Linked DNA regions of Mus musculus: regions 1, 2, 4, 5, 6 and 7 are each linked to region 3. A link is a contact called in public Hi-C, HiChIP or PLAC-seq and promoter capture Hi-C data. All regions are on one chromosome and are shown on one strand. Each heading gives the region's core, a stretch centred on a gene start, on an enhancer-like site or on the middle of the called end of the contact. The rest is flanking DNA. Distances are from core to core; before and after follow the strand shown. Region 1 holds the start of Hal (histidine ammonia lyase). Region 2 has its middle 8.9 kb from the start of Gm32688. Region 3 holds the start of Slc25a3 (solute carrier family 25 (mitochondrial carrier, phosphate carrier), member 3). Region 4 holds the start of Ccdc38 (coiled-coil domain containing 38). Region 5 holds the start of Utp20 (UTP20 small subunit processome component). Region 6 holds the start of 4933408J17Rik (RIKEN cDNA 4933408J17 gene). Region 7 holds the start of Arl1 (ADP-ribosylation factor-like 1).

Region 1 (2,953 bases), core at 423-2,922, 2.4 Mb before region 3:
TCTTCCTCCCCTCCTCCTCTTCTTCCTCCTCCTCTTCCTCCTCCTCCTCTTCCTCCTACTCCCCTTCCTCTTCCTCCTACTTCCCCTCCTCCTCTTCCTCCTCCTCTTCCTTCTCTTCCTCTTCCCTCTTCCTCCTCCTCCTCTTCCTTCTCCTCCTTCCCTTCCTTCTCCCCCTCCCCCTCTTCCCCCTCCTCTCCCTCCTCCCCTCCTCTTCCTCCCCCTCCCTCCTCCCCCCTCCTCCTCTTCCTTCTCCTCTTCTTCCTTGTCCTCTTCTCCCCCTCCTCCTTCCCCTTCTTAAAGTGGTAGGTGAAAGGAGGCATATTTCAGACATGACAGAGTTTTATATTCCCCACAAAAAGGAAAATAGCTTACTTTTTCAGGCTCCCGGTATTTGCTGTATCTAAAGCCAGGTAAAGGAGCAGACTAGCAATGTGGAACAGCCCCAGCCCCACCGTGTCAGGACCAGCCACCGCAGGGCTGACCAAAGGGGATGCACAAAGGATACAGGAAAACTCCTTCTGGCTGCGACGGAATGAAATCAGGAGACATCACATCACCTTCAATCACTGAAACAAGAAGGGGAGAGAGGGGCCTAGCAGGTCACAGGGTGTCACATCAGGGCAGGTGTCAGACCCAGGAATGACCCCTCCATGCACTGAGCTTGTGTTTCATAGCAACGGCTGCTGGACCGTGACATCCTACATTTTCACACGGTCTTAGCGTCTTTACACAGGAAAGCAAAAAGCAGAAAGGTAGCAGGGGGATGTACGTGGAAGATTGGTTCTAGCCTGCTTCTGTTTCTACTCTGGCAGTCCCTTACAGAAGGATTCTGTCATTGCAAGGGACTCTAACCTGCAGCCTTGGGTTCAAGTCCAGACTGTCACTGTGGCCTGCCTCTCTCCATCTATTGCAGGCTGGGGGCAGGGGGAGGTGGATGATAAAGCAAGGCTTGAGGCTCCCCCAGGGCAAGTACTCAAGTCTTTTTTTCTTGCCGTGTTCCCTGACACGGGGGTGACTTCCTCCAGGACATGCCAAGGCTCTGTTCCCCTGAGGGCCACTCACCCACTTCTACGAACTCATTGTCCTCTAAGGCCACCTCCAGCTCGTCCTCATTGTCCAGCAGGCCCAGGCCCTTGCACCGATGCACAAGGAATTGCACTTCATCCACCGAAGTGAAGCCACCATTGTCCGGTTTGTTCTTCATGTAGCGTCGCACAGCCTCACGGCCCAGCCAGCCAACAGTGAGCTTCCCATCCTGACAGGGCACCGCCAGCCATTCCCCACGCACGTGCACTGTGTACCTAGGCATGGCTCAGATGCTATAGCCCTTCTGAGCAGCAGGCCACTGTAACCAAGGGCTGGCTCCTTTCCTACAGTCCTCGACTGGGGAGAGCCTTTATCCTTTACCAGGGAGGGGAGTGTCTGCTGGGGTGTGGTTGGCAGTGAGACTGAGAGTGGACTTTCAGAACACACCCCTTCCCTTGCCTTTAGCCATTCACACTTTAAACAAATATTGATTGCGGTCTCTGGTGTTCCTTTGGCCTTTCTGGATGCTGAACTAGGTGCAGGAGACAGGGATATGGGTAGCTGAGCCCACTTTTAATGTAACCTTGTAGTTCTCTGACCCTGGAAGTCCTTCTGACCAGGGTTCCCCGTTCTCTCTCTCCCTTTCTGAGTCTGCCTTGAAAGCTGCTTATAAACACCATGTTCCCCTCTTTAGGGAATTACTCAATTGGTAAAACGCATCCTCTCGGTCAATTGTGACACCCAGAGTGTAGCAATCCCCATTCATTTATTTATTCCACAAACACGCGTTGAGCAACGCCTCCCTGCCAGTGCCCAGTGCTACCAAAGCCATTGCTCCATCAAAGAAAGCAGTTCTGAAAAGGTTGTGTTTAGACACATGAATCACCGTAGCTTGGAGGCCCTCAGCTCACTACCCTGGGGTGAGTGAGTGATCTTCCCGTTTCCTAAGCCAAAGGCAAATTCTCTAATGCCGTGATTCGCGGCATCTACCTGGGATAAATCCTGGCTGTGTGACTCGCAGTCATTTGAGTCCCCTGGGATTCAGCTTTACTCGTCTATGAAACGAATATCCCCACGGGCAGCTGGAAGGACAAAGTCAATTAGTGTGTGTCAACCCTGAGGTCCGTGCCTGCTGGATGGGGAGACTCCCAATTACTCTCACCAGGACTTGGACTTTAACACTCCACATGCCCTCAAGAGTGTGTGTGTGTGTGTGTGAATATTCCTTATCTTTGCCCCCTGGATATCCCTAGTTCAGCTAAGCTTCTTCCCTGCCCCAAACCGCTTCCCCTGCACCCCCCCCCACCTAATTTTGCCCCACCTGTGTTAAGGAACACTGATAGCCCAAGAGATTCAAAGAATTGTGTGCGCTTTAGTAGTATGTCAGTTCTGAGAAATTTGATTGAATAATCAGAAACCCTGACCTGCCTTCTACTTCATTAGAACAGTTGCTCTGTAGATAGACACCCAGATCCACATCCAGTGTCTTACCATCAGTCTATCGAAATGTATTCATCAGACAACCACACCCCGACTGTGCCCTGCAATTTGGCAACATCTCGATTTGCTATCAAGACAGAAGTTAGCTTCAGTTCAGTATTCCACCTCCAGGACATGGCCTTCCACCTTACTTAGCTCATCTCTGCCCACGGACCTGACCTCCGGTTAACCCTTTCTTCTCCTCCTGAACCCCACCGCTTAGGAAGCTATCCTAGTTGCTTATGTGGCTATGCTTAAACAGCTTCAAGGTCCTTGGGAAGCCAGAATCTATTATGTGTGTAATTTGGGATGAAACCCATACCCTGAGTCCTTACTCTGGACTGTCACCTGCTTACCCCAGCAGACTGATGTAACAAGTCCTATGACCGTGGGGGTGATGGCACCACCCTTTGACTCATGCCCCCCCCAGAGGGAACGCTCCAAGTCT
Region 2 (2,700 bases), core at 147-2,646, 2.2 Mb before region 3:
CATTTATTCCATGTTTGCTTATTTGCTTTACCCTCACCATCACCGGACGCCAAAGGCAGATAAAAAAATAGGAATGGATTCCTCGTGTTTCTGCAAACCAGAAAAACCACTATGAATGTGCCAGTGTATCATGTAGGTCTTCTTGTTACATGACATCACTGCACAAAGAGAGAGGTGGGCGGAGCAAGGTGCTTCTTCAAGAACCTACTTTGGCAATTAAAAGAAAAAAAAATCCACCCATGAGCACAGAGCCCTCACAACCTGATCACTTCAGGAAAGTTCAGACTCTCAAAGGTATTGGCAGGGAACCAGATTCCTATCACAAACCTTAAAGGCTGTGTTGAAACCCGTAGCAGCTCCTTCTCCTGAATAAAGGAGCTGTACTAAGTAGTCCCTGGCAACCTTGACATTCAGTGGCTCCGTAAACTCATCCGAGTAAATCGTGAGACAAAATATACTGTTAGTTGTGAAGTAGGTGGTGTGACCAAGAGGCCTGCAGATTGCCAAATAGGAGCTTGGCTGCAAGTGGAGGTGGCTCCCCTCCCCCCGCCAACCCTGACCCTGGAGTAGATAGGTCCAGAGAAGGTGGATGCCAGGTAGGAAACAGAGGTCATTACTCAGCTGTTAGGGTCAATCTTAAAAGACAGGCTTTGTGAAGAAGAAAAACTACTGTGTACGAGCTGTTGCTGGTCACGGGGGAGGGGGAGAGGAAACATGGGGAGCGGGAGGTGGCGGTGGTTAGCTTGCCTTTCTATAGGGAGAGGAAAGAATGTGGTCTCTTGCAGCAGAGACTGTAGTATATGTAATTCAGCAGATGGGAGTCTAAGGGAAAGGGAAACAAAGGCATAAGTTAGAAGCGCGCATCGTTCAGGTCCCTTGAGCAAGCCTCGGGGATTGGGGAGTGTCCAGGTAGCAGTGGGGAGATGAGCTGAGCTCTGCCCTTCCAGGCATCCCATAAACCCATGCGGCATCCACAGTCCAGTCTCTCTAACAAGAAGAGTCTTGGATTGCTTTGTTTCCTCTGGGCCTACACGTGGTCTGTAGGAGACAAAGAAGTTCCTCTAGCTCGATAGTTCTCAACCTTCCTGTTGCTGTGACCCTTTGATATAGTTCCTCATGCTGTGGTGAGCCCCCCTGGCCCAACACACACACCCCTTAAAAATCATTTTGTTGCTACTTCATAACTGCAATTTTGCTACTGTTACGAATCATAATATAAATATCTGTGTTTTCTGATGCTCTCAGGTGACCTCTCCCTCAACCTTCCAAGAGGGTCCACTCAATCCTCCAGGGGGTCATGACTCACAGGTTGAGAAACACTGCTCTAGATACTCTCTCAAGCCATCTGAAGATGCAGGCTTGAAAGCTGGTGGGTCAAGAATGTGGTTACCACTCACTCCCTCGCTCTTGGGTGTGACTGCTCAGCTGAAGGTTAGACGCCAAGCTGGTCCCACACTTCCCAGAGGCAGATACTGTTCTTAGGGGCTCCAAGGCCAAAACGGCTAAGCTGCAGGTCAGTCTGGGGCAAGGCAGGAGAAAGTGCTGAGCTGTCCCAGAGCAGAAGCAGAGGTGACCACTCCCAGCCCACACAAGCCCTGCCCAAAGCTCTGTCGGCCACCCTTTGACCCTGCAGCTAGAGGCCCCTCCCTGGAGCCTGAGGAGGGAGGGAAGCCAGGAAGTAACGGTGATAGCAATTTTCATCTTTGAATTAGCTGATTATTTGGGGGGGAAACAGATTGTTTTAAACAGGAAGAGGCCGATACCTTCTAATAGCGAGTTTAAGTTTCTCCCACCCCAGCACAATCATAGCAAAAATGGAAGATGGGGAGCCCAATTTTAGAAAATGAGAAAAATCAGATAAGTTAGTAAGCCAACTTGAGCTGTGGTTCAAACATTCCCCCTTTTCACTAAGTATAAAAGTATGACTGCCATTAATCCTATGAAGAAAAGGTCTCTGGAGCTTTAAATGCATTTAATCAGGGCACATACATAGACTGGCAGACAGCCCTCAGGGACAGCTTCTGGCAGGAAGTGGTGTTAGAACTGTGGGTTGAAGGAGGGGTTAGATCGGCATGGGAAAACAAAATAAAACAAAACCCAACCCCTGGAAGGGAGAGGACCTGTCCACTGGAGGTTAGATGGGCTAGAGGGCCTGGAAGGGCCAGCGAGTTGTCTCAGAAGAAAGGTTGGGGTCAGGTATTGAGGGCGTTCTTACCTAGTTCTCTCACCACAGTCAAATGGATTGGAAAACAGCAACCAGGAGAGTGAATTTCCCCAGCTGGAATCATAATGAGACACTCAGATGCAGCAAATATGACAGAGGGAGAGAATGGGAACCAAGGCAGCTATAGACCAACAGTGCTGACCACCCCTGCCAAATCCCACAACCTCCTTGGCCACCAGGTATTCCGGGGCCCAGACAGTCTCCCCAGAGCTCCACAAGGATGGCTTAGCAGTAGGGTTGTCCTTGTGTTGGGGAGTCAAAAGACACAGCAGGAGGAGGTTGGTGTGCTCCTGGTCAGTTCTGGAGACCTCAGAGTATGACATATGGATTCTGTGGGGGCTCTGGACATGAAGTGGCGTCTCTAAGACACCTCGTCGCTGTGTAGAGAGTTTTGTAATGGTGCCAGAGCAGAGAGAACTGAGCCTAGACGATGTAGAACGGTTGGCCTCCTTCTCTCTTCAGCCAGGCTCCTGCTC
Region 3 (2,700 bases), core at 53-2,552:
GTTTTATAAATTTCATCTTTAAAGGTTTTTTAAAAAATGGTGGTGGTGGTGGTGGTGGTGGTGGTGGTGGTCTGTGTGTGTGTGTGTGTGTGTGCATGAGTGCAGGTGCCTATAGAGGCCAGAAGATGGTGTCAGATCCCCTGGAGCTAGAATCAAGGTGGGTACTAGGAATCAAGTACCAGACCTCTGAAAGATGTTTTGTAAACATTTTTTTTTTTTTTACATCTTCTTGATGTTTCATAAACTCTAAAAGTATTTCTTCTATCCAGGACCAATTACATAATTTGAAGGACCTAGGGCAAAATGAATGAAAATGTCTTTTGTTTGTAAATGTTAAGAATTTTTAAAGGACACAGCAGAGCACTGACTGCAGAGGTAGACTTAGTATAACTACAATAGTCAATACAGGAGCCAGCTCTAGTGGTGTCTTGGGTTAGATAAAAAGGCTTAATAAAGATGAGATAAACGTCCCAGGAAAATGTTAAACGCAAGAATTACAACAGGTTTGATTGCTTCTAAACTCTCCCTCGTGGAACTTGGCCCCCGCTTGTTGACATCAGAGTGATGATGATCTTGTAAATGTCTGAAGTACACACAGTCCTGTCTTACACGCACACAGTTCATCGGTTACTTTCATGTCAGCGCATGCCTGTGCCTCCAGGAACGAAGCCTTGACTGACTGTTCTCAGGGGCCATGGACATTCTGTGAGGCAGAAGCAGTTTTATGTATTGTATGAGTTCTTCCTGTATATCCTTTCCACCAGAACTTGGTGGAAAATTTAGACATGCCTATGTCAAAAGTCAGTGTGATGGAATTTTTTTCTGAAAAGTCCGATGATGGCAGGAATTCCGATCAAAGATCTTGTAGTGATATCCTAGCTTCCATACCTGAATAACGTATCACTTAAGCATTCATGTCTTTAAAAGTTTATGCCCGCAATCACTTAAAGACATGTAAAAATTCCTGGCGCCAAGGAGAAAACACCGGAAGGTGAAGGGACAGAGTGAGTAGGTCACCTGCCCGTCCAAGGCCAAGACTACACTTTAAAAAAAAAAGGGGAGTGGGGGAGGAGGGCGCTTTGGATCTGCGCCTGCGCAGTAGGAATCCTCCTGCGCACTAGCAGGGCCGGAAGGGCTGGGGTTGGACGTGGGCGGGGATAGGGTTGCTAGGAGGACGCGATGACGTCCAGGTTCTGCGCTCCTCTCCGCAAATGAGAGGCGCGTGGCGCAGTGACGCTCTGCGTGCGTCACGGTGACGCCGCGCGAAGGGCACGGATCTTCGGGCCGGGAGGACATTCGGCCTCTGTGAGCCGCAACCTTGCCCAGCGAGCGGTTGGGTGTTCGCCATCTTAGGCAAGTGAGCGCGACCGGGCCTCGCCGCGGCGCGGAGCCTTGAGTCCCTTGTGGCCGCCGCCTTGGCCGTGGGCCCGGCCGGGCTTGGCGTCCCTGGGGAAGAAGCTGTGACCTCCTCAAGGGCGCAGAGCCGGGCATGTCTCGCGGGGCTCCGGTGACATTGCCCGGCGCCGGGTCTCTCTCACCTCCGCCCTCTGTCTCCCCCGCAGGAGGATGTTCTCGTCCGTAGCGCACCTGGCGCGGGCGAACCCCTTCAACGCGCCACACCTGCAGCTGGTGCACGATGGCCTGTCGGGTCCCCGCAGTCCCCCAGCTCCGCCCCGGCGTTCCCGCCACCTGGCCGCCGCCGCCGTGGAAGGTGAGGTCGCACCCTGCCCTGTGGGAGCGCTGGTTACATGCTGCCCCCCTGCTCTGCCTCCCGAGTCCTGGGCAGGAACTGGAGGTCGGGGAAGGACGCTTCAGCCCTGGACCCGAGGACCGGTCTCTCGCTGACCCTGGGATGGCAACTCTGACACCCTAGGCCGCTGTCGGATCCTTGGCCCTCCCTCAAGGGCGTGGAAGGGCCCAGGCCCAGCGCCACTCAGTGACCTCCGTGTCCCGAAGGGAGTAGAGGCAGAGAGGTGGTAACCAACTTCTTTATCTTCCCCCGTGAGCCCGCTTGGTCAGCCAAGTATACTGGGTAAAATCTCTTTTTAACCACTAGCCAGACACAGTTGCAACTCCATAACGTTTATTTGACTTGCCTTTTTAAAAATTACCTGGAAAACTCTCCTTTGATCTCCTTTCCCAAGTTTTATCTTTTCATTTAATTGTATATGAGGTAATGGGGTTGGGAATCTCTTCCTTTTGTGCTACTGGTTGGTGAAGGAGGTGACTTGCAGATTATATGAGGTGTGCATTCCTTTGAGTTTATGTTTTTGGGATTTGAGCTGGGTGACTCAATAACTGTATGTTTTAAATCCTAGTGGAACATAAGTACAAGAGAAACCCGAAAGCTGAATTATAGGCCTCAAGAGAAACGTTACCTACATTGTGTGTGTAAAACAGAAGTCCCCACCCACACCCCAGTCATTCATGTGCTTCATGCGTCTTAAACGTGATTAGAAAACTCCTTTTCACTATCTCCTATCGTTTTCCTCTGATTTCAAAAGCTAAAGCAAATCTTTGTATGTTTTTGACTGCAGGAACTAGGTATGACTTACTTAGTTCATAAGTGAGTAGTTGGTTAATAGCTGGAGCAAACGTTAAAGTTAGCAAGCTTTGCACATGTTAAGTGCTCTTTTTGATTTTGGGCTGTCCTTGGAGGGTGCTCTTAGTAACTGCCTTTAGTTGAAATTACCAATGCAG
Region 4 (2,700 bases), core at 98-2,597, 2.4 Mb before region 3:
TTCTACCCTCTGCCATTTCTACACCCCACCCCCTTTCTTCTTTTAATTTTTTTCTTTGACAGTGAGTCACTGTGTAGACCAGGCTAGACTGAAACTCACATAGCTCTATTACCACCCCTGGTTAATCTCTCTCTCTCTCTCTCTCTCTCTCTCTCTCTCTCTCTCTCTTGGCAGTACACAGACATTTGTGGTTGTGTTTCTGCTTTGTGAGCAGCTGTTGAGGTTTTCACTCACATTATTTTATAACTTCCTTCTTTTGTTTTTGTTTTGTTTTTTTCTACCCCATCTCTATTTTCTTATAGAACATGGTGTGGACCTAAAGGACATTTGCTTCTAGTCTGTCGGAAGCTATTTTTACTGTCTGTTTTATTAATGGCTATAAGGTGACCCAAAATTATCTTTGTGATTTGCAGAGTAAGCCTGCTTTTATGGTATTGTTTTCAGTCCTTGACCCTGCCACCCCCATCTCTTGTAGTATTTGTTGGCCTGGGCAAGGGAAGAAAATCTCTTATCTTTTTAGGAAACATACCATAGAAACTAAATAACTTAAGGGTGATATAGTCTTTAGTCTCAGCACTGATGTGCAGTGTGTGTGTGTGTGTGTGTGTGTGTGTGTGTGAGTGGGGGTGGGGAACCAGGGAGAGAGAGAGAGAGAGAGAGAGAGAGAGAGAGAGAGAGAGAGAGATCTGAATTAAAAGGCTATCCTGATCTACATAAAGGGCTCCAGAACAGCCAGGGCTACACAGTGAGACTTATCTCAACAAGAGAAAAAAGACCAAGGGGGGGGGAAGCCCTAAAACCACATATGTACAAATAGCATTATACAGACCAAGTGGGCTGTATTTATGTATTTAGGGACACACACACACCATAGAAAAGGTCTTGAATTTGAAAGAGAACAAGGGTGGTTTAAGAGGAAATCAGGAAATGATGTCATTGTAATCTCAAAAAATTTATGTGTGTGTGTATATGTGTATGTGTGTGTGTGTGTGTGTGTGTGTGTGTGTGTGTGTGTGTGTGTATGTATTCTTTACAAATCCTGCCTGCCAGTTCTTTAAACAATCTGGATACTGTCTGTCTACAACCTTGAGTGCAGTGGTGTGTGTGAAAGCCACCACACTCGGGAGGAGGGGGGGAGTGTCAGACACCCGGGTCAAATCTGGTTTTACCTCAACAAGTCTGGATCACTGTTGAGACCTATCCTTCAAGAAGGCGGTCGGGACAAAGCAGACAGAGGCACCAAACTGATACTCTGTGTCTCAGCTTCATCCTTCCCTGCTCCAGGCTCCCTTCATCCTGGGAACCGCTTACTACCAGGCCCAAGCGCCGATCTGGCCAACCGAACACGCGTGGCACCCGCAGCCAGGCTAGGAGGGTCACGCGGACACCGTGAGCCTCTGCCCCGTGCCCCTGTCGCCTGTCAGCGCAAGTTTGCTAGGTTCAAGTTCCAGCTCCCAGGGCACAGTGTGTTTTTGTCTCTGTTTCTGTCACTGTGTCTAACACACACACATACATACATACACACACACACACACACCATGCACACTCACACCACACGCATACACACACCCCACTGTGTCTGCCTCTGTTTCTGTCACTGTAACACACACACACACACACACCACTGACGTCTCTGTGTGAGCCCTTCCCAACAACACTTCACTTGGCCACTGCACCGCATCTACCTCGCCCAACTTGATCACTTCCGGTGGTGGCTAAATTTCAGTTTTGTTTTGTTTTTAATCCAGAAGTTAGGGGTTGGGGAGGGGGTGATATAACCATCACCTCCTTTACTCCAAACCTGGAAAGGAGACCTGAAAAGACTGGCGTCCACAATAAAGTTTATTCCAACTTTATTCCAGGCGCTCTGGTTGGCACTGCTCCTGTCCCGGTCACTGGCTGCTGGCCAGCTCCCGCCCCACGCTGCCCAGCCCCGCCCCGCCCTGCCCGGGAGCCACAGCTCGCAGGCTCTCCTGTCCTCCGCAGCCCGCCAGCGGCTAGAGCGACAATGACGAGCAGCCACCGCCTCCTGCTGGAGAACGCACAGCAAGTGGTGCTGGTGTGTGCCCGCGGCGAGCGCTTCCTGACCGGGTCTGCGCTGCGCAGCCTGGCGGTGCTGGAGGGCGCCAGCGTGGTGGTGGGCACGTGAGTAGCCAGTAGCTGGGGACAGGCGAGATGGGGTTCCGGAGCGAAAGCTCTTTCTCCAACAAAACACCTTCAGGGCATCTTTCATTATGATCATTGATCATTGATCCCATTATAGCTTCTAAAGTACTGGCTGGTGGGTTTGCTTTGTTGTTTCCAGAAGAGTCTGTAGACTCTTTTTTGCTCTAAAATCCCGGATATTGATCCAGGTGTGCAGTCCCAGCACCCAAGAGGCAGAAGGTGAGGTCTGTAGTCTAAGGCCATCCTTGACTGTATGTAGAGTTTGCATGTGAGATCCTGTTTCAAAAAACAATCAAGAACTTAAAAAAAGAAAGAAAGAAAAGAAAGGAAAGAAGGAAGGAAGGAAGGAAGGAAGGAAGGAAGGAAGGAAGGAAGGAAAGGAAGGAAGGAAGGAAGGAAGGAAGGAAGGAAGAAAGAAAGAAAGAAAGAAAGAAAGAAAGAAAGAAAGAAAGAAAGAAAGAAAGAAAGAAAGAAAGAAAGAAAGAAAAGAAAAAGAAAAAAGGACAGGGTTTCTCTGTGTAGCCCTGGCTGTCC
Region 5 (2,869 bases), core at 43-2,542, 2.3 Mb after region 3:
CTTGGGCTACAGTGAAAGGATGGCCAAGGCTATACAAAAAAACTTTGTCTCAAAACAAAACAAAACAAAACTCATGGGGACAGAAAATATAAAATGATGATGGATTGGCCAACCAAACCCAGTTCAAAAGTCATGGGAACTGTTTCATGATTTGAAGAAATACCCAGAACTCCCATGGATTAAAATGGATTACAATGGGAAAGGTAATAAATGGAGGCAAAGATATCTTGATTCACTGTATTCTACCCATGATGGGCTCTGACTACTCACAAGCCAGGCTAGGATGAAATCTTATCTCAAGGACTTTGCACTTGGACCTTCCTCCATCAATTTTTGTGCAAATAACTCCATGGCTCATCGACTGTACACACACACTCTCTCTATATATATGATTAAGAGCTGTAGGATCTAGCTTAGTGGTAGAGCTGCTTCCTGGCATTCGTGAAGAGCCAGATTTTATTTTCTAGTACTAAACTAAAACCTGGACCTCGGAGTCTGCGTGTGAATGAAGATCGTCACTTACAAGATGCCCAACTTTGGTTTCCTTGCATGCCAAGGGGGCTTAAAAAAAACAAACAAACATACACTTCACGTTTTGAGTTTATAACCAGCATTACTGTATTATGGGTGGAAACAGCTTTTGATGGTGCACGGTATGTATCGAGCAGCAGTTAATGCTAGGTTGTGACGGTTATGCTTTCTTTCTATAATAAAACCCTTTTATCCTTTTTATTAAAAATTTTCATACAATATATTTTGATCGTGTTTTTCCCTTTCCCAACTCCTCTCAGATTCTCCCAACCCATTCAACTGTACATTCTTCTCTCTTAAAAAAGAAAGAAAGAAAGAAAGAAAGAAAGAAAGAAAGAAAGAAAGAAAGGAAGGAAGGAAGGACGCTGGGCAGTGGTGGCATAAGCCTTTAATCCCAGCACTTGGGAGGTAGAGGTAGGCGGATTTCTGAGTTCGAGGCCGGCCTGGTCTACACAGTGAGTTCCAGGACAGCCAGGATTAGAGAAACCCTGTCTTGAAAAAACAAAACACCAAACCAAACCAAACCCCACCATCACCACCAATCTACAAAAACGAAAATCAAGACCAACAGGCAAATGACAAATATGACAAACAATGTCCAAAACAAAACAAAACGTCCACAAAAATACCACTGAGTTTGTTTTGTGTTGGCCAACTTCTCATGTAGCAAAAACTGTACATCCGCAAACTGCACGACTGACAATCAGGAAGAGCACGCATGCTCGGCCCGCCTCTTCCGCCCACATGACCCACACATCCTGGCTTTCCAACATGGCGGCGCCCAGCGGCACTAACTACACGTGAGGAAAAGCAGGCACCGGAGCATTGGAGAGTACCGCGTGGGAGTAACTTTCTCCTCCGCAGTGCCCGCGGATCCCTTCCTGTCGTCCTGAGACCCTCGCGGGCCGCTGTCCCGCCGCAGCCATGAAGCCAAAGCCACTTTCGCACAAGACCGAGAACACATACCGGGTGAGCGCGGGAGTTTGGGCCCGGAGCCGCGGTTCGCCCTGCCTCTGCCTGACCAGCTGATCGCCTTAACCCCAGGGCCTGCAAGTCCGGGCAGAGCCGGAATCGCTTGCCCGGGGCTCTGGCGAAAATGGGAGACTATGCCAGTATAAAAAAAAAAAAAAAACATTAGTTCGCAGGGGAGTGAGGAAACTTGAATTCCAGAGTCCGCCTTTTAGCGGTGAGATCTGGCCTGTCTGGGCAACTCCCTTCACTCCAGGCTCAAATTGATTGGCCCAGGGGATCGTCTGCAACCGAGTCCCCCTTCTAACTTTAAAGACTGAACAGAGGAGGGTAGAGCGAGCTGGCAAGTGGCGAATGACTTCTGCTGGCTACTGTTGTACTTTATAATGCCTTTCCAAGCCCTTTTGTAACTGAGTCTGTCTGTTTTTAAAAAATATACCTGTTCCCACAACTTAGCGAGATCCCTGTGCTTTCGGTGTGGTGTGAAAGCGTTCGTCCAGGTTCCAGTCTGTGTGGAAATTGTATTTGATAAAACATAATGTAGGAGGTAGATCGGTTGGTGGAGTGTTTGAATAACATTCAGGGAGCCCTAGGTTGGATCCCCATTAAAAACAACAACAGTTACAACAAAAACAGGTGTGATGGCTAAATGCCTGTTACCCCAGACCTGGGGATGTAGAAGCAAGAGGGTCTGAACTTAAATTTTAAGGTCATCGTTGGCTACATAGCCTGTTCCAAGGGTACTTAAGTTAAAAGAAAAAAGAAATACAGATGAAGTAAGTTATGCAAAAAGTACAAGTATTTATTATCTTCAAGTAGTAACTGCTTTTGTTTAGAGTTCTTACATTTACCTTTTGTGTTTCATAAGTAATAGCTGCTCTTATTTTAAAAAGTTACATATTTTATGACCAATAGAAACCACGGGTCTGAAATGATACGCTAAGGGTACTGTTGTTTGTGGTGATGGTCCAGAGGTTGCTCACTGAAGCTCTAAAACGTTCTGTGTTCAGAATTTGATGTGATTATGGTGTAGTTTTACTCCAGCAGATATCAAAACCTGATAAGCATTGAATGCTAATATGTCTTAAATATGCTTTTTCTCTGCAGTTTCTTACATTTGCAGAGAGACTGGGGAATGTGAACATTGATATTATTCACCGTATCGACAGAACTGCAAGCTATGACGAGGTAAGAGGGAGTTTTAAATTTCTCTCACCAATGTAAGTAAGCTGTTTTTCAAGCCATTTGTAATGTACATGCAGTGATTTAGACCTGTGTTGTCTAATTAAAAAACCACACACAGCAAATATGTTCATTCACTTTAAACCTAAATCCCTCAATAGCTATATGCAGCTAGCTGGAATCATTC
Region 6 (2,823 bases), core at 158-2,657, 2.5 Mb before region 3:
TTACCATGGGAAAAAAATCCGAGCTAAGATTTCGGTCTGATCAAAATGTATCTGAGATTAGCAGCATCATTTTTAAAATTTTCTTTATCATGTTTTGTCTGCATGTGCGCATGTGCACCGCGGGAGGGCCTGGCACCCACAGAAGTCAAAAGAGAGAGATGGGTCCCCGGCACATGAAACTTTGGATGGTTGTGAGTCACCACCATGTGGGGATGGGATTCGAACCCAGGTCTTTTCACGTGCGAAAAGCGCTCTTCTCCATTGAGCCAACACCCCCAGAATGTGTTGGCATACTTTAATAATATAAACGACAGTCTTTAGGCTTAGGCCTGGGCCAATCTCGAATCTCGAGTTATTTGGGGAATCCATGCCAAAAAAACAAAACAAACAAACAAACAAAAAACCGTTCAGGTTCATATAGGGTTAGATCTCCCGAAAAAGAAAAAAGTACTCTTTTTACACGGGTTTCATATCACAGGTGAAGCGATACTGAAATGTTGAGATTATGGGGAAATTAAACGGGGTTCTGATCGATAACTTTCCATCAGAGCGATTAACCTGTGGTAGCGTCAATAATTCCCCACATCCTATTCACAAACACACGTAAACGGACCTCCTTTGGCCTCTGGTTCTGGGAATGCTTAGACATCAGAACGACAAGAGGCCACCACATTATCCGAGACTTAACTTGACCTGGTTTCAACTGTTGTAAAGCCCCACTTGAGTGCTTTTCACTAGCACTCACGTAGTCTTGCTACCCCAGCTTCCTTTAAAAACCCGCAAGTGGACGGACATTCTGTAATAAAGAACAGTCCCATAAAAGGGGGGCCGTGCCAGAGGTGTTCCCCAAGTGCTGGATCTATGGGAGGATGACCTCCAGAACCCGATCTCGTTCTTTCAGCTGAAGGACAGACTAAACCTTCTTTAGCTAAAGAAACCAAGTCCGTTCGCCAGGGCACTTAGCTTCCCCTTGTCCCGAAGCAAAGACATTGGGGTCGCTCAATCGTTCCCACTTCGAACTTGAGCAGTGGACACAAACACACGCTTACCTGGTTGCTAGGAAACAGTACCGCCATCCCCTCCAATCAGTAAACACGTCTTTGGTGGCCAATCACAGAAGCCGAGACAACGCGGCGTGAGGTGAAAGGTCAGGCCGCTTTTGTCGGCCATTTCTCTTAGCGCGGGTCGCTTGGTTGTAGCGGCAGCCGCTCCGGTCACGAGGGGCGGGCAGCGGCGGAGTCGGCGGCTAGCGGGGTGCAGCGCTCGCCGGTGGTCGCGATGGTAAGGACGATGAGCGCCGCGGGGGCTGGAGGACGGGCGGCCTCGCGGGGCCCGCCGCCCCCTGCGCCTCCCATTCATCCCCACGAGGCGCCGCGCGGCTGGCCGCTCGCTCCTGCTCCCGACGTCGGAGGCCTTGGCGGCGCGCGCGCGGAAGCCCTTCCCCTCCCCGAGATCCCCAGCCACCTTTCCGCGTGTTGTTTGTCCCGGAGCCTGAGGTGTAGCCTAGTTTGGGCTCACAGGGTAGGGGTAAACCGAAGCGAGTTTTCCATTTCTACCTAGCACGCTCCGCAGTGCGCCATTTATTCCTTGCTGTTGACAATTTTAGCAGATTGTCCTCTGGCGCAGAAAACCCCGGCTACCCTTCCACTCATTTAATACTGATCTTAGGCGCCAGGAAGATGGGGTGGTAAGGTAGACTCTGCGTTTTCTTAGGAGTGGGAGGTAGGCAGCCGTCAAATAATAACAACAAAATAAGCAATTACAAGTAGCGGTGATTGTTAAGCAGGGAGCTGATAGGATGCTCTGAGAGGTGCACTGCCTAGTTATAACGCAGTGGAGGAGCGCTCTTCTCCAGAAGGTGTCAAATAACCAGACATCCAGGTCACAGAGCAGGTGGAAGAGTATTTCTTGCGCGAGTTCCAAGTAGAAAGTAGGTTTGACCAGTTGGAATTGACAAGAATTGACCGCTGCTTGCAAGAATGATGGTTTTAAAATACAGCCTGGGACCTTAACGCCTCCTAGGAAATATGAGGCTCTGTCAAGTGCAGTTAGAGACCATTGGAGCATTCTTTTAAGTCACAATAGTACATGACTTGATAAGTGGTTTGTGGATGATAAATTATAGGCAGCGTAAATTGGCTACTCATTTAGACCCTGTGCTCTCCAAGATTCTTTGGGATGGTGTGTGAGTGGAATGGAGTATGGGGGTGGTTATGAATTTAAAGGGAATAATACTTCTTGATTTAGCATTAAGAGGCCCTCTCACTGACGATATTGAGCTTTTTTTTTTTTTTTAATGTCTGCAGAGACCACCCTGTACCTTTATTTTGATTCCTTTAGAGCTTGGATAATGTAGGTATTTGGGGCTTTTGTCCATTCGGCAGTGCTCAAAATGGAACTAGTGACCTAAGTATCCTAGGGCAGTGCCCTGTCATTGTGTTACACACTTGCCCCACTCCCATCTGTCATTCGACATTTAATTGCATAATTCATATTTTCGTTTCTGTCAGTGGACTATGAAGTTGGCTAAATGGGTACTTAAATTTCTCTCAGACACCCTCCAGCAAATTATAAAGTGATGGTGGATCGGAGTTTACCCTGTGTCATAAAGTCTTGACTGGTGTCTCAGTAGAGAGTGGGTGGTGGAAGCTGAGGTAAGCAAAAATTATTGAGTGCTGCCTTTGGTTTTTATACAGAGTCTACCCCTCAACCCCAAGCCCTTTCTCAATGGGCTGACAGGGAAGCCAGTGATGGTGAAACTTAAGTGGGGCATGGAGTACAAGGGCTACCTGGTCTCCGTGGATGGCTACATGAACATGCAGG
Region 7 (2,732 bases), core at 146-2,645, 2.4 Mb after region 3:
TGAGATGTAAAAGCATTTGTGGCACAAATACTTTGCCTTCAAAAGTCACTAAAGGGAGGAAAAAAAAAAAAAGATTCACAATAGAAAGTGAGAAAACGGAAACGTGGGGGATATGAAGAATATGCTCAACATATAATATACACGGATACACACACAATTTTAAAAATAAAAGGCAAGGCCTTTTGGCTAGTGGTCCAATAGGAGGCTAAACCAATAGCAGTGAGTCTGAGGCCACCTTTGGCTGCAGAGTGAGTTGCGTTCAAGACTTGACAACTTAGTGAGATCCTATCTCAAAGTTTTAAAAGGGCTGGGGCTATACAGCTCAGCAGAAGGGCGTTGCCTAGCATACTAAGGGTTGACTTCCAACAGCGCTCCCTTGTAGGCATACAAACGCACACGCACACGGAAAGGAGAGGAGAGGAGAGGAGAGGAGGAAGAAAGGAAGAGATATTACACTTTGCTATTTGAGGGGAATGGCAGAATTAAAGCTGCCCACTCTAGAAAAGCGAACACGGAGCAAGCTGTATACAGAAAGAATGGGTGTGACCTGACAAAGTCCTTTTGCCCGTTTAGACGTCTAGATTTGGAAAAACAACGCCGAAAGGTTACAGAGAACCGAACGGAACTATAATGCACCGGATCCACACACTTCTGAGAAAACTGAGTAAATACTGACAGAAACCGAAGATTTTGCAACTCCTAGAAGCTCCACCTGTACCGGAGCATCACCACCGTCGGGTGCGCTCGGACGTCTACCGTAGTTCCCTCACCTGGAGAAGTGCGAATCAGCGAAGCGACATGAACATCTCACTCCCTGTCCCACCGGACTTCACAATCCACCTAACTCCATCCACCATATCTACGGACAGCTAACTACAGCGGGCGAGCAGACAGGAGCAGCGCAAGGATCAACAAACAACACCGGTCCTCGGGTTTCTCAGAAGTGACGCAGTCCCAACACCCACCCCGATGCCACCAAGCTTCCACGAAGGATCAGACACCTCGGTGAACCTTCAGCTGCCTGGCTGCCAGGCACCCGACGCCCCGTTCCGCCTACCCAACCGAGATGGGGGATGCAGGATGAGGGGAAAAGGCCGGGCTGGGATCAGTCCGGACCCCGCGGGTGCAAAGGACCGAGCCGGGAGGCGGAATCTCCCTGCAGGTGAAGAGCCAAGGTAGCGAAGAGCTGCCCCGCGGCCCGGCCGGTCCCCTCGGTCGCCTGACGCCCTTCCCACGCTCCTCACCCATGATGAACCGCCGCCGCGCCCTCGCCGATCCTCAGAGACAGGCCGGGACTCGGCAGCGACTCCTAGTTGAGCCTGGGCGCCGCCACCTCCGCTACTCCCGGACTCCGGTTCCGAAGCGGACTCCTCCAAGCCTGGTCGGCCAGCAACTTCCACGTCGTCCACCCAGCGGGGGCGGGAGCCGGGGCGAAAGGCCACTGCGACTGCGCGCTGGACACGGAGGTCTGGGCGTCCGCGTCGGCGCTTTCGATGCAACTCCCAGGCGCTCTGAGCGTAGCAGAAATGAACGCCACAACTATAACAAAAAAAAATTTAAGACAAAAGTGTTTCCTGATTCCACTTTTCTGGACAATAAGGCCTTCTCAAATATTAAAATGAGACTTTTTCGTGTTAAATTCTGATATCATAAAGTGGCGAATCGGCCAACGGAAAATAAAAGCTCGATAAAGCGAAGGCACAGAATGCTGGCGCTGGTTGCAGCGTCCCGGTGGTTGCACATCTGCGGAGGCGGTCCACTTTCCTCTAAATGCATTCCCGCAGGAGGAGCCAGGGTTACGTAATAATAACGAGAAAGCTCACCCGCAGTCACTGCATACCACCAACACGGGGCACCCTCGTACCCGAGGTGTCTAATTTTTGATCTCTGGGTGGCCACCTGACCGACCACCCTTCCGCCTCCGCAGAACTGGGAACTTCTTGCCTCCTGCAACTTGAGTTGGAAGTTAGGTAGTTTTCGATAGTGAAAGGGTTTGGTGTTTCTTAAAATTCTTAGAAACGCGTCTTGCTTCTGCGCAGCCTCTCAGAGGCTCGAGGCGCGCTCCAGGTCGGATCCACCTGTAACCCACGCCATGGCTAAGGAAGGCACTGCTGCTGGAGTTGTCATGGACGTCAATACGGCTTTGCAAGAGGTGCTGAAGACCGCCCTGGTCCACGATGGCCTAGCGCGAGGAATTCACGAAGCTGCCAAAGCCTTAGGCAAGCGCCAAGCCCATCTCTGTGTGCTTGCATCCAATTGTGATAAACCTATGTACATCAAGTTGGTGGAAACCCTCTGTGCTGAGCACCAGATCAACCTAATTAAGGTTGATGACAACAAGAAGCTGGGGGAATGGGTAGGCCTCTGCAAAATTGATCGAAAGGGGAAACCTCGGAAAGTGATAGGTTGCAGCTGTGTGGTGGTTAAGGACTTTGGCCAAGAATCTCAGGCGAAAGATGTCATTGAAGAGTACTTCAAATGCAGAAAATGAACAAAAAAATTGGCTTATTTTCTGTTAAGTTTCTCAAAACAGAAAAGTACAATTATCTCAAGCTCTTGAGTTTTCGCCGGAAATAATAATAGCCCTTTTTTAGGAAGTTTTCTTCCACATGGAAACATTGCATTATTATGTTCTGGTTTATAATGAAAATGGTCATCTTTTTGGAAATTTACAAACTGCCTAAGATTTAGTCTAGCATTATTGGGGCTTTTTTTTTTTTTTTTCTCGAGAC

What was found. Promoter capture Hi-C pulls out the DNA fragments that hold promoters and counts their contacts. A called contact is a pair of places that touch in the nucleus more often than the background predicts. HiChIP or PLAC-seq counts read pairs in DNA pulled down with a chosen protein or histone mark. Capture Hi-C pulls out chosen DNA fragments and counts their contacts.
Region 1: a contact with region 3 is called in an H3K27ac HiChIP or PLAC-seq map of embryonic stem cells, with 7 times the contacts expected there. The contact joins the promoter of Hal here to the promoter of Slc25a3 in region 3. A contact is called at or near these places in 2 of 39 promoter capture datasets (pre-B cells and stem cell-derived epiblast-like cells) and 2 of 115 datasets of contacts at active chromatin or transcription factors (embryonic stem cells and thymic regulatory T cells).
Region 2: a promoter capture Hi-C map of pre-B cells shows a contact between it and region 3. The contact joins the enhancer-like site here to the promoter of Slc25a3 in region 3. A contact is called at or near these places in 4 of 39 promoter capture datasets (the HPC-7 cell line, hippocampal neurons, liver and 1 more), 4 of 115 datasets of contacts at active chromatin or transcription factors (embryonic forebrain, embryonic stem cells, large pre-B cells and 1 more) and 1 of 9 other capture datasets (macrophages).
Region 4: a contact with region 3 is called in an H3K4me3 HiChIP or PLAC-seq map of stem cell-derived neural progenitor cells, with 6 times the contacts expected there. The contact joins the promoter of Ccdc38 here to the promoter of Slc25a3 in region 3. A contact is called at or near these places in 5 of 39 promoter capture datasets (the C10 cell line, embryonic stem cells, hippocampal neurons and 2 more), 1 of 484 Hi-C or Micro-C datasets (B cells), 2 of 115 datasets of contacts at active chromatin or transcription factors (stem cell-derived neural progenitor cells and thymic regulatory T cells) and 1 of 9 other capture datasets (liver).
Region 5: a Hi-C map of CD8 T cells shows a contact between it and region 3, with 5 times the contacts expected there. The contact joins the promoter of Utp20 here to the promoter of Slc25a3 in region 3. A contact is called at or near these places in 4 of 39 promoter capture datasets (liver, pre-B cells and stem cell-derived epiblast-like cells), 1 of 484 Hi-C or Micro-C datasets (CD8 T cells), 2 of 115 datasets of contacts at active chromatin or transcription factors (large pre-B cells and stem cell-derived neural progenitor cells) and 1 of 9 other capture datasets (liver).
Region 6: a contact with region 3 is called in a promoter capture Hi-C map of adipose tissue, with 3 times the contacts expected there. The contact joins the promoter of 4933408J17Rik here to the promoter of Slc25a3 in region 3. A contact is called at or near these places in 5 of 39 promoter capture datasets (the 3T3-L1 cell line, 3T3-L1-derived adipocytes, cranial neural crest and 2 more), 1 of 484 Hi-C or Micro-C datasets (CD8 T cells), 2 of 115 datasets of contacts at active chromatin or transcription factors (astrocytes and large pre-B cells) and 2 of 9 other capture datasets (adipose tissue and liver).
Region 7: a Hi-C map of B cells shows a contact between it and region 3, with 6 read pairs. The contact joins the promoter of Arl1 here to the promoter of Slc25a3 in region 3. A contact is called at or near these places in 3 of 39 promoter capture datasets (liver and pre-B cells) and 1 of 484 Hi-C or Micro-C datasets (B cells).

Annotation. Positions count from the first base shown.
Region 1 is chr10:93,487,487-93,490,439 of GRCm38.p6, reverse strand. Hal (histidine ammonia lyase) reads right to left here and starts at 1,672. Exons shown (of 20, transcript NM_010401.4): 1 at 1,063-1,672; 2 at 506-566; 3 at 373-400. The coding sequence starts at 1,309.
Region 2 is chr10:93,324,912-93,327,611 of GRCm38.p6, reverse strand. No RefSeq gene overlaps it. Among named protein-coding and RNA genes, the nearest start is that of Gm32688, 8.9 kb to the right of the region's middle. Within about 2 kb of position 1,396, at least 127 of the 459 cell types and tissues checked have an H3K27ac peak or open chromatin away from gene starts, as enhancers often do. A contact at or near this core is called in the HPC-7 cell line, embryonic stem cells, liver and 1 more, where this site is marked.
Region 3 is chr10:91,122,569-91,125,268 of GRCm38.p6, reverse strand. Slc25a3 (solute carrier family 25 (mitochondrial carrier, phosphate carrier), member 3) reads left to right here and starts at 1,302. Exons shown (of 8, transcript NM_133668.4): 1 at 1,302-1,353; 2 at 1,563-1,711. The coding sequence starts at 1,567.
Region 4 is chr10:93,539,279-93,541,978 of GRCm38.p6, reverse strand. It overlaps Ccdc38 (coiled-coil domain containing 38), which reads right to left and starts at 1,347. Exons shown (of 16, transcript NM_175488.6): 1 at 1,170-1,347. Amdhd1 (amidohydrolase domain containing 1) reads left to right here and starts at 1,946. Exons shown (of 9, transcript NM_027908.1): 1 at 1,946-2,145. The coding sequence starts at 2,009.
Region 5 is chr10:88,825,237-88,828,105 of GRCm38.p6, reverse strand. It overlaps Utp20 (UTP20 small subunit processome component), which reads left to right and starts at 1,292. Exons shown (of 62, transcript NM_175158.3): 1 at 1,292-1,500; 2 at 2,608-2,688. The coding sequence starts at 1,456.
Region 6 is chr10:93,587,997-93,590,819 of GRCm38.p6, reverse strand. 4933408J17Rik (RIKEN cDNA 4933408J17 gene) reads right to left here and starts at 1,407. Exons shown (of 4, transcript NR_045810.1): 1 at 1,050-1,407. Snrpf (small nuclear ribonucleoprotein polypeptide F) reads left to right here and starts at 1,162. Exons shown (of 4, transcript NM_027246.1): 1 at 1,162-1,281; 2 at 2,697-2,822. The coding sequence starts at 1,279.
Region 7 is chr10:88,730,077-88,732,808 of GRCm38.p6, reverse strand. Arl1 (ADP-ribosylation factor-like 1) reads right to left here and starts at 1,395. Exons shown (of 6, transcript NM_025859.3): 1 at 1,245-1,395. The coding sequence starts at 1,248. It overlaps Gm4925 (predicted gene 4925), which reads left to right and starts at 1,708. Exons shown (of 1, transcript NM_001037166.2): 1 at 1,708-2,732. The coding sequence starts at 2,093. The coding sequence ends at 2,491.